2 separate regions of the Mus musculus genome follow, and region 1 is linked to region 2. A link is a contact called in public Hi-C data. All regions are on one chromosome and are shown on one strand. Each heading gives the region's core, a stretch centred on a gene start, on an enhancer-like site or on the middle of the called end of the contact. The rest is flanking DNA. Distances are from core to core; before and after follow the strand shown. Region 1 overlaps Ganc (glucosidase, alpha; neutral C). Region 2 overlaps Capn3 (calpain 3).

The links. A called contact is a pair of places that touch in the nucleus more often than the background predicts.
Region 1: a Hi-C map of double positive thymocytes shows a contact between it and region 2, with 1.8 times the contacts expected there. The contact joins two enhancer-like sites. A contact is called at or near these places in 3 of 484 Hi-C or Micro-C datasets (cortical neurons, double positive thymocytes and liver) and 3 of 9 other capture datasets (adipose tissue, liver and pancreatic islet).

Annotation. Positions count from the first base shown.
Region 1 is chr2:120,421,903-120,426,161 of GRCm38.p6, reverse strand. Ganc (glucosidase, alpha; neutral C) reads right to left here. Exons shown (of 24, transcript NM_172672.2): 5 at 3,958-4,137; 6 at 2,418-2,463. Among named protein-coding and RNA genes, the nearest start is that of Tmem87a, 20 kb to the right of the region's middle. Within about 2 kb of position 2,306, at least 19 of the 459 cell types and tissues checked have an H3K27ac peak or open chromatin away from gene starts, as enhancers often do. A contact at or near this core is called in double positive thymocytes, where this site is marked.
Region 2 is chr2:120,498,534-120,502,875 of GRCm38.p6, reverse strand. It overlaps Capn3 (calpain 3), which reads right to left. Exons shown (of 24, transcript NM_007601.3): 15 at 3,891-3,908; 16 at 1,552-1,665; 17 at 696-773; 18 at 432-489; 19 at 283-347. Among named protein-coding and RNA genes, the nearest start is that of 4931402G19Rik, 31 kb to the right of the region's middle. Within about 2 kb of position 2,810, at least 92 of the 459 cell types and tissues checked have an H3K27ac peak or open chromatin away from gene starts, as enhancers often do. A contact at or near this core is called in double positive thymocytes, where this site is marked.

The DNA of each region.
Region 1 (4,259 bases), core at 1,057-3,556, 76 kb after region 2:
AACTACAGTGTATTTAAGTATAATAATAAATAAACCTTGGGTTGGAGCAAGCACGGACTGAGTGAGCAGGGCCGATTAGAGTGAGCAGGGTTGACTGGAATGAGCAGAGGTCCTAAAACTTCAATCCCAACAACCACATGAAGGCTTATAACCATCTGTACAGCAATAGTGTACTCACATACATAAAATAAATAAATAAATCTTTAAAAAAAATGTCATGTGCTACTACCACCACCCAGCAAAAGAGAAAACTTTCACGTAAATATATGAAGTAAAACACTGAGAATCTAATAACTTAGGTCAGCTTTAATTTTTTGCATTTATTTATTTATTTACTTATTTATTTATTTGGAGGGCAACATATGCACATATGCCACAGTTCACATGTAGAGGCCAAAGGACACCCCACAGGAGTTAGCTTTCTTCTTCTACCATGAGGGTTCTGAGGATTAAACTCGGGCCCTGATGTCAGCAGCAGCCCGAGCCGCCTGCCTTCCCAGCTCAGGTGAGTTTACGAGCAGAGCCTGGCTTTGCTGAGCTTCCCCTCTTCAGTCAGATGTCTGTCTGTGCTGGTATGAGATGTTAGATGAAATGAATGACACTGATTTCTCAGGTCTTGCCTCTCTCTATTGCTATAACTTTCTCAATTTTACCTAAGAAGGAGAACAAATAAATAAACTATGTGTGAAAGAAATTTTGCTTGAAAATGAATTATTTGTCCACTTCTGGCTTCTGTAAAGCAATCCTGTGCCTCCTGAAGTCACATCTGTATGACCCAGGTAGAGACTATGCTAACCCCGGGGCAGACATGGGCTTTAGAGGCTGTGGAATCTCTCAAACAGTTGAAATTTTTCCAATAGATATGGTCTGTAACATTAATAAGCTTTTTGTGACAAGATCTGTGTCTCAAAACTACTACTCTGCCTGGCGTGGTGCATGCCTTTAATCCCAGCACTTGGGAGGCAGAGGCAGGAGGATTTCTGAGTTCAAGGCCAGCCTGGTCTACAAAGTAAGTTCCAGGACAGCCAAGGCTACACAGAGAAACCCTGTCTCGAAAAAAAACAAAAAACAAAAAACAAAACAACAAAAAACAAAACTGCTACTCAAGCAATCTAATGAGCTATTTCCCCAAAGTGAACTTGACGTGTCATCACAATCCTGTTTATAATCATGTGGTTATCTTCTCATATCCTTCCATATAGATGAGTCTTAAGAAAAAGAAGACTTAGTCCTCGGGGCACCAGAAATACTTTCATCACTGCAAAAGGCTACAGCTACTGTCAAGACTCTGTGAGGAGTTATGTGGCTGTGAATGAAAAAAGATTTCTAGTCAGGTGTGGTGGTGTACACACAGAACCTCAGCACTCAGGAGGCTGAGGCAGGAGGATGGCTGTAAGTTAGAGGCCAGCCTGTGCTGCAGAGTCCTGGGGAGACAGATCAGTGGTAGAGTGCTTGCTGCTCAAGTGTGAGGACTGGTGTTCAATCCTCGGCGACCACATAAATGTCAAGTAGACATAGCAGGCTACACATGGGGGACAGACAGGCAATCCACAGACAGGCTGCCTAGCAGACCAGCTGCATCAGTGACATCAGGCAAGAGACTGCCTCAAAACACGCGGTGGAGAGTGACTGAAAACGTCACCTGGTGTCAACTTCTGGCCTGCACATACACATGCCTGTAGACCAAGTCACACATGTGCACAGACATGTGCATGCCATACCCACATACAGAGACACACAAAAGACTTATAGTTTATCTATTTTTTTTAATAACTCAGACAAAGTAATCCTTCACAAGCAGAAGTGAGACCATGTGCCTCTGTGTTTAAAGCCTTCTTTGTTCTTAGGGTTAACTCAAAGATGTAAACATTTCTTAAAGGAAGGTACACTCTGTGACAGATAGGGAACTTAGATCTGTTTAAGGGTGAACTACCAATTCCTTCAGTGATGCCTGCCTGCCAGGAAATGGTCTTCAACAGACTTTGTTAAGTAAAAGAACATTGCTAGTCTTTCCAAGGAACAGCCTGCCTAGTTCTTTAACATTTTACCCAACTCCTTTCACTTTGTGTCCCTTCCTCCTGATAAAAGAAACATGTGGATACAGCATACACACACACACACACACACACACACACACACACACACACACACACACACACCACACGTGTGAACGAAATGTAATAAACACTAAGTTAGAGAATAACTGGGGAAGACACCTGGCTTCTACATCTGACATGCACACACACTTACAAGGACTAAGATGCTAAGATAAGTGAAAGAAAAGGACATGTGGCCCCTTTGTATACGATAGCACACTTACCAGGCACCCTTCTGCAGAAGAGCTGAATAGAAACCACTACTTGCTTACAGACTGGAGTGTTAAAGAAGATCAAAAGGAAATGGCTAGATCTCATTACCTGAGAGGTGGCAGCTGGTGTATTTTGCCCATTTCCTTTGGTAGCTCTGTTTTAAACATAGATAACATTGTTTCACTCAGTGGGAAGACTGCCAGTATTTAATGCAATGAAAAAGATGTTACATTTCCAAATCTTTATAAATCCTATCCTTTAATTAATTAAATATGACATCATTATAGACCAGGCATGGTAACACATGACTGTAATCCAAGGATTTAGAGGGCTAAGGCAGGACATCAGAAATTCAAGGTTGAGCTGGAGAGATGGCTCAATGTTTAAGAGCACTGTCTGCTCTTCCAGAGGTCCTGAGTTCAATTCCCAGCAACCACATGGTGGCTCACAACCATCTGTAATGGGATCTGATGCCCTCTGAAGATAGCTACAGTGTTCTCATAGAAATAAAATAAATAAATCTCTAAAAAGAAAGAAAGAAAGAAAGAAAGAAAGAAAGAAAGAAAGAAAGAAAGAAAGAAAGAAAGAAAGAAAGAAAGAAAGAAAAATTCAAGGTTACTGCTGCCTGCAAAGTAACTTCAAGGCTCTGTCTCAATAAAAAAAAGAAAGAAAGGCAAGTAGCGGCAGTGAGATGGCTCAGTGGTTAAAGAGGCTTGCTGCTTAGACTGCGGTGGTCTGAAGAGATGCTTCTCCATTCTCACCAAGGGCTGTTTGAAAACCTCGCAGCCTGCACTTGCTATTTCTAGCATCAGAATAAGGGAAAATAAATTTGCATTATTTATTTCCACATTATGATTTTTTTAAGTTGCAACTTATTTTTATTTTTGAAATGTTAGCATTGGAAAATAATTTAAATTATTAAATTAGTATTTAATAATCATAAAAGTAATATATACTCATTGTGAGAAAATTAAAAAGTAATAAAAAGAAGGAAAATTTAAATACCCAAAATCCCAATCTACTCTGTCTTTATCTTATTAATATTCTTCCTATCTGTTACTTTCCTGTTGCTGTGACAAAACACGATGACCAAGGCAGCTCACAGCAGAGAAAGCTTGTTTGGGTTTAGGATTCCAGAGGGCTGAGAGTCCATGATGATGGAGTGGTGGAGGCAGGCGGCAGAGATGGTGGCTAGAACAGAAGCCGAGGGCTACATCTGGAACCACAAGCAGGAAGCAGGAAGTAAACTGGGGAAAGGTGTCCGTCTCTCAAAGCCTGGTTCCAGAGACATACTTCTTCCATCAAGGCCACACCTCCTAAGTCTCCCCAAACAGCAGCACCCACTGGGGACCAAGCATCCAAATGCCTAGACCATGGGGACATCTTATTTCAACCATCACATTCTTCAGCTGTTGTTTTTTTTGTTTTTGTTTTTTGTTTTTAATGGAGAAACAGTAAAACTAGCACAACAAATATGTTAGTGCATAAGTTCTTCGGCCACCCTTAAAGTCTTGTTGGGGGGAAGGGGAGAAAGCTCAGGCAGTAAGGCATCTGCTGTGCAAGCGTGAAGACCCGGGTCCAAGGCAGCTGGTATTCCAGACAGGCTCCGTTAAGGTAGATCTTAAGGGCAAGTAATGTATACAAATACCTCTGCTTGTGAGGAACCTGTAGGTGCTCAAAGTATAACTGGCCCAGGGAGTTGATGCTGATCACAGCCTCGTTCTTCGACAGCAAATCGATCTTGAATGGGTTTGCTGAGACGTGACATTTCAGATCTCCTTTTCTATTTGTCAGTATTAGGCTGCCTGTGTCCCCTGAGCAGACCAGCCTGCAAAATAAAACAGGAAGAGAAAAATCAAGTGCTACAGGTTTACATGAGTCTATGTGATTTAGAGTATCGATCGGCAAACAATCTTCCTATGACAGAGAACTGGTTAGACCTACAGTAAG
Region 2 (4,342 bases), core at 1,561-4,060:
TACCAGGGCCCCTGACTCTGCCAGGTTCTATCCTCCCTTAACCAGAGTTCCTGCCAGCTTTACAGCTCACAGAGCCTGCCCGCTAGGAAGTTTGGGCAGCATGCCAAGCAGGGTTTCAAATCTGTGGTAAGAGCCAGAGGTGATGACCAGCCACTACCCAGTATCCATTCCTAACCTCTGCCAGATATCCAGGAGTATCTGTGTTAGGATTCCCTTAAGTCTTTCCCTGGGCGTGGACACCCTTAACTGTTCCCCTGACCCTCTGGGCAGATGGAAGGATACATCCATGAGAGCTATCATGCTTCTGCAGGACTCCAGCGTGAACCCTTGTGTCTTCAGGTCCTTGTCTGGGGGGATGGAGAAGGGTGAGGAGCTGCTTTCAGACAGCTGGGGCCCCTGCCCATCCCCCACATCCGGCGTGGGTCGCTCACGTTTGTTCACCACTGTGTTGAGGACATTCTTGAGTTCATCTGCACAGATCTCCATGTCCTGAGGGAGAGAAGAGAATTGTAAAGGCCAGTGCAGCAGGCAGCTCACAGCCAGAAGGCTCTGAGCCACCCAGTCAGTGGTTGAACCCAAAGGCACAGGTTTCTTTGATGCATCACACATTCTCTGGTTCTCCCACATCAAATGACCCCTTTTAGACGATGAGTCGTTGAGGAGGTGGGTCCCTGGGCTAGGATAGAGATACATACGTCGCCTGCGATCTGCCTGAAGATGTTCCGGAATTGCTGCTGCTCCTCACTTTCCTGGTCTGTGTGGCCAGGCCTTGGCTATAGGGACACAAAGGAAACTGGTTTATGGGAACCCAGGCGTCAGTATCCCAAACAGCCCCATAAAGCAGCAGCAGGTGGCACAAGGTTCAAGTTTTCAGTCTACCTGCAAACTCAGTGAGGATTCTAGAGGCTCTGCAGTCCCGGAACCTCAGGCCAAAGGACAAATTTGCCATGCTAACATGCAGACAGCATCCTTGACTCTCCCGACTCTCTTCCAGATAGAACTTTCTCTGCTCTTTTGAGCCTGACCAGAGGCCAGGTCCTCCAACCGCTACTGTCTCTGTAGCTAAGTCCTCAAAGGACCCCTCCCTCCCCACCTGGTAGGTTCTCTGGGATGGAGGGCGTGGCCCTGGAGTTCTGCAGGACTTCAGGGCTGCTGTCAGACCCCACTTTCTGCTACCATCCCCTTTTCCTCCCTTTGCAACAACTCAAAGACAGTTCAGCTTCGTTCTCTGCAGCTGGCTCGCCTCACTCAGCCTTTGTCTCCCCATGCTCCATTGTCCTGACTGGAGAGGCGTCAGTGGGCTGTTCTTGGCCTATCCTTCCCACCCTGGGACTGGTTTGGTGTGGCAGCGACCTTAAAAGACACTTACCCAAGAAATACCTGCAAAGTTCAGAGGAACTTGCCGGGAGGAAAAGTCAGCAGACAATTCCAAACCCCACAGTGCTGAAGAGACCCTCCCCTGAGAGCTACCATAACCCCTAAGGACCCCAAGAGCATAGCAGAGCCGCCACTACGAGCTAAACTCCCCATCCATGCCGCATGCTCAGAAACCTGTGGGGTTTCCCCTCGTTTCTCGGGCCCTGCTTTGTCTTTGCCCTCCTCTGCCTCCTGGTCCACACCCAGCTCCTTGTTGCTGTTTGCTCTGTCAGAAACGAAGATGATGGGCTGGGGAGGGGAGGGGAGGGAAAGGGGCGGGCAGGAGGGAAGCAAGTATTACAGGCCGACGGACACAAGAGGCAGACGACCCCTGAAGCAGCTTTGTCCACTCAGGAGGAAATGGTCACTCAGAAGCCTGAGTCCCATTTCTGAACTCACAAGCCGTGTGGCTAGGAGACATGCCAAACCTTTCTGGACCTTGAAGAGTACTCTCTCTGTCTCTGTCTGTCTCTCTCCATTTCTGTCTCTGTCTGTCTGTCTGTCTGTCCCTCCCTCCCTCCCTCTCTGTGTTTTGTTTTGTTTGGGACTGAATCCCACTATAGCTCAGTCTAGCCCCTGTGTATACCATCATGTGTGGCTTGAACCTCAGTTCTTCTCAGTTTTATTCATATTTTTAAAAACAGCTAATATGTTCTATAAGTTGGATGGTCCGCTATTGTATCCCACCTCCCATTTCTCCTTGTGCGTTCCTAAGTAACACGCAAAAGCGCTAAGAATGCTGAGCACAGATGATGTGATCGGTGATTATCAAGTACTTTTGTGAATTTATTTTTCAAGTGGAAAAACACTGAAGTCTCCCAGAAATTCAGTGTCAAACCCATTAAAAATGAGGCTTTCAGGCTGGTCGTGGTGGCACACAACTGTAACCCTAGCAGAGGGAATGACCACAAATTCAAGGTCATCCTAGTAGAAAACAGAGCTCTGGCCCTGCAGTTCCCCAGGAACCTCTCATATCCTGCTGCTTGTGGCATGTCTGCTCTGCCCAGCCCTCCTCCCCTCATGTAAGAACTACCTTCAGTGGCTGTTCACACTCATCTGCTACTGCACCTGGTAAAACCTCACTTTCCCTTCTGATAGGGCCTCTGCGGAAGCCAGAGGGTTAGTGAAACTGTACTTACTGTGCAAACCCCGAAGGTACTGCAGAAGCAGGAGGGCTACCTTAAGGCCATATTCATGCAAGTGCAGAGGCCACAGAAGAGCTAGAGAGTGGCCACCACATCCTGCCTGTGCTGGTGTGGTGGGAAACAGCAGGGCTTGGGCCAAAGTGCAGATAATCTTAGCAGCCTCCACTAAAAAAAGCAGCCTGGTCAGGGAGGCCCCACTCTGTTCCTGTGCAGCTCACCCAGGGGGAGCACCAGAGAGAGTCGGGTTTAGCTCTGAGAGGCTCCTTAGACCGCAGCTTGCTTTTATAAACAACGGCTCTTGCCAAAGCAAATGAAACTAGTTGGGATCTCAGAACAAGCGAAGGTGACGGTCTGAGCAGACTAGTGGGCAGGGTGTAGCCATGGGGCATCTCTACCAGCCATGCGCTTATAGACTCACATGCAATCTTGACAACACAAGCCTTGAAGGGTAGGGAGCACTGGGGAGGTGAGGCAGGAGACTGGTCTCGGAGTAGACATATGTGGGACTGTGGTTCCAATGTCCCCAGTTGCTAACTGTGTGGCAAATCACTTTGCTTCTCTGAATGTGAACGCTCACTTATAAAAAGCATAAACAGTGACTACCTTATAGATACTATTATATAGTGGGGTAGGGGCTTGCTATAAGCACTTCACATGGTATATGTTCCCTCTGGGCTGGACCAGCACTCGTGCCAGGAGAACCTCTGAGATAGATTCCTCAGGACCACCATAAGCACCCACACCAAACCTTGTCTGACGGCTGTGTATTTCAGAGCACAGACTCTGTGGAACCCCCTGGCTAAGTGTGGTCTCAGGGAGACTGGTTTGTCTCTGCCTTTTCCCCCTCTAAACACAGGACTGATAATGGAACCACAGTCCAGGATCACTGTGAGGCTGAGCTGAAGCACTTGCGAGGGCACCCAACTCAGCAGAGGCTCCAAGGAAAAGAGGAAGAAGTGCATCTTACACATGCCACAGTGTACACACACATGCCATATGTTACACATGTGTATACATATGCATGCATATACACAAGTATACACACATGCCACATGTTACACGCATGTATACATATGCATGAGTATATACACACATGCCACATGTTACACATGTGTATACATATGCATGCATATACACAAGTATACACACATGCCACATGTTACGTGTGTGTATACATATGCATGAGTATACACACACGTGCCACATGTTACACATGTGTATGCATATGCATGCATATACACAAGTATACATACACGTGCCACATGTTACATATGTGTACACACACATGCATGCATGTGCACACATAAGCACAGTGCCTGGCCCACTCACCTTGTTTTTTTTCTTTTTCTGCATAGAAAGGGGACAGTAAATGAGGAATGGGTGAAAATCAAGTTTCTAGGGTGGCCAGTGGCTCAAGACTCTAGAGTCCAGATATTGTAATCAATTGGAGCTCAGGGGTAAAGGCACTTGCCACCAAGACTGACAACCCAAATGACCCCTGGGAACCACAAAGCAAAACAAGAGAACTGACTGCCACAAGTTGTCCTCTGACCCCCACATATGTGCTTGGGACATGCACATACACGAATGAATGAATAAATTAATAAAATACAATTTTTTAAAGAACACAGAGTGCAAAGGAGGAAGAGTATTCTTCTGCCACATCCCAAGACTGACAGCTGCTACGCTTTGTTCTGCTAATCCGATGCTGAGGAGGGAAAGGACCTTGCCAGTCCTTAAAAATAGAATTGGTCGCCAAAATGTGGCTCATTCAAACCTGT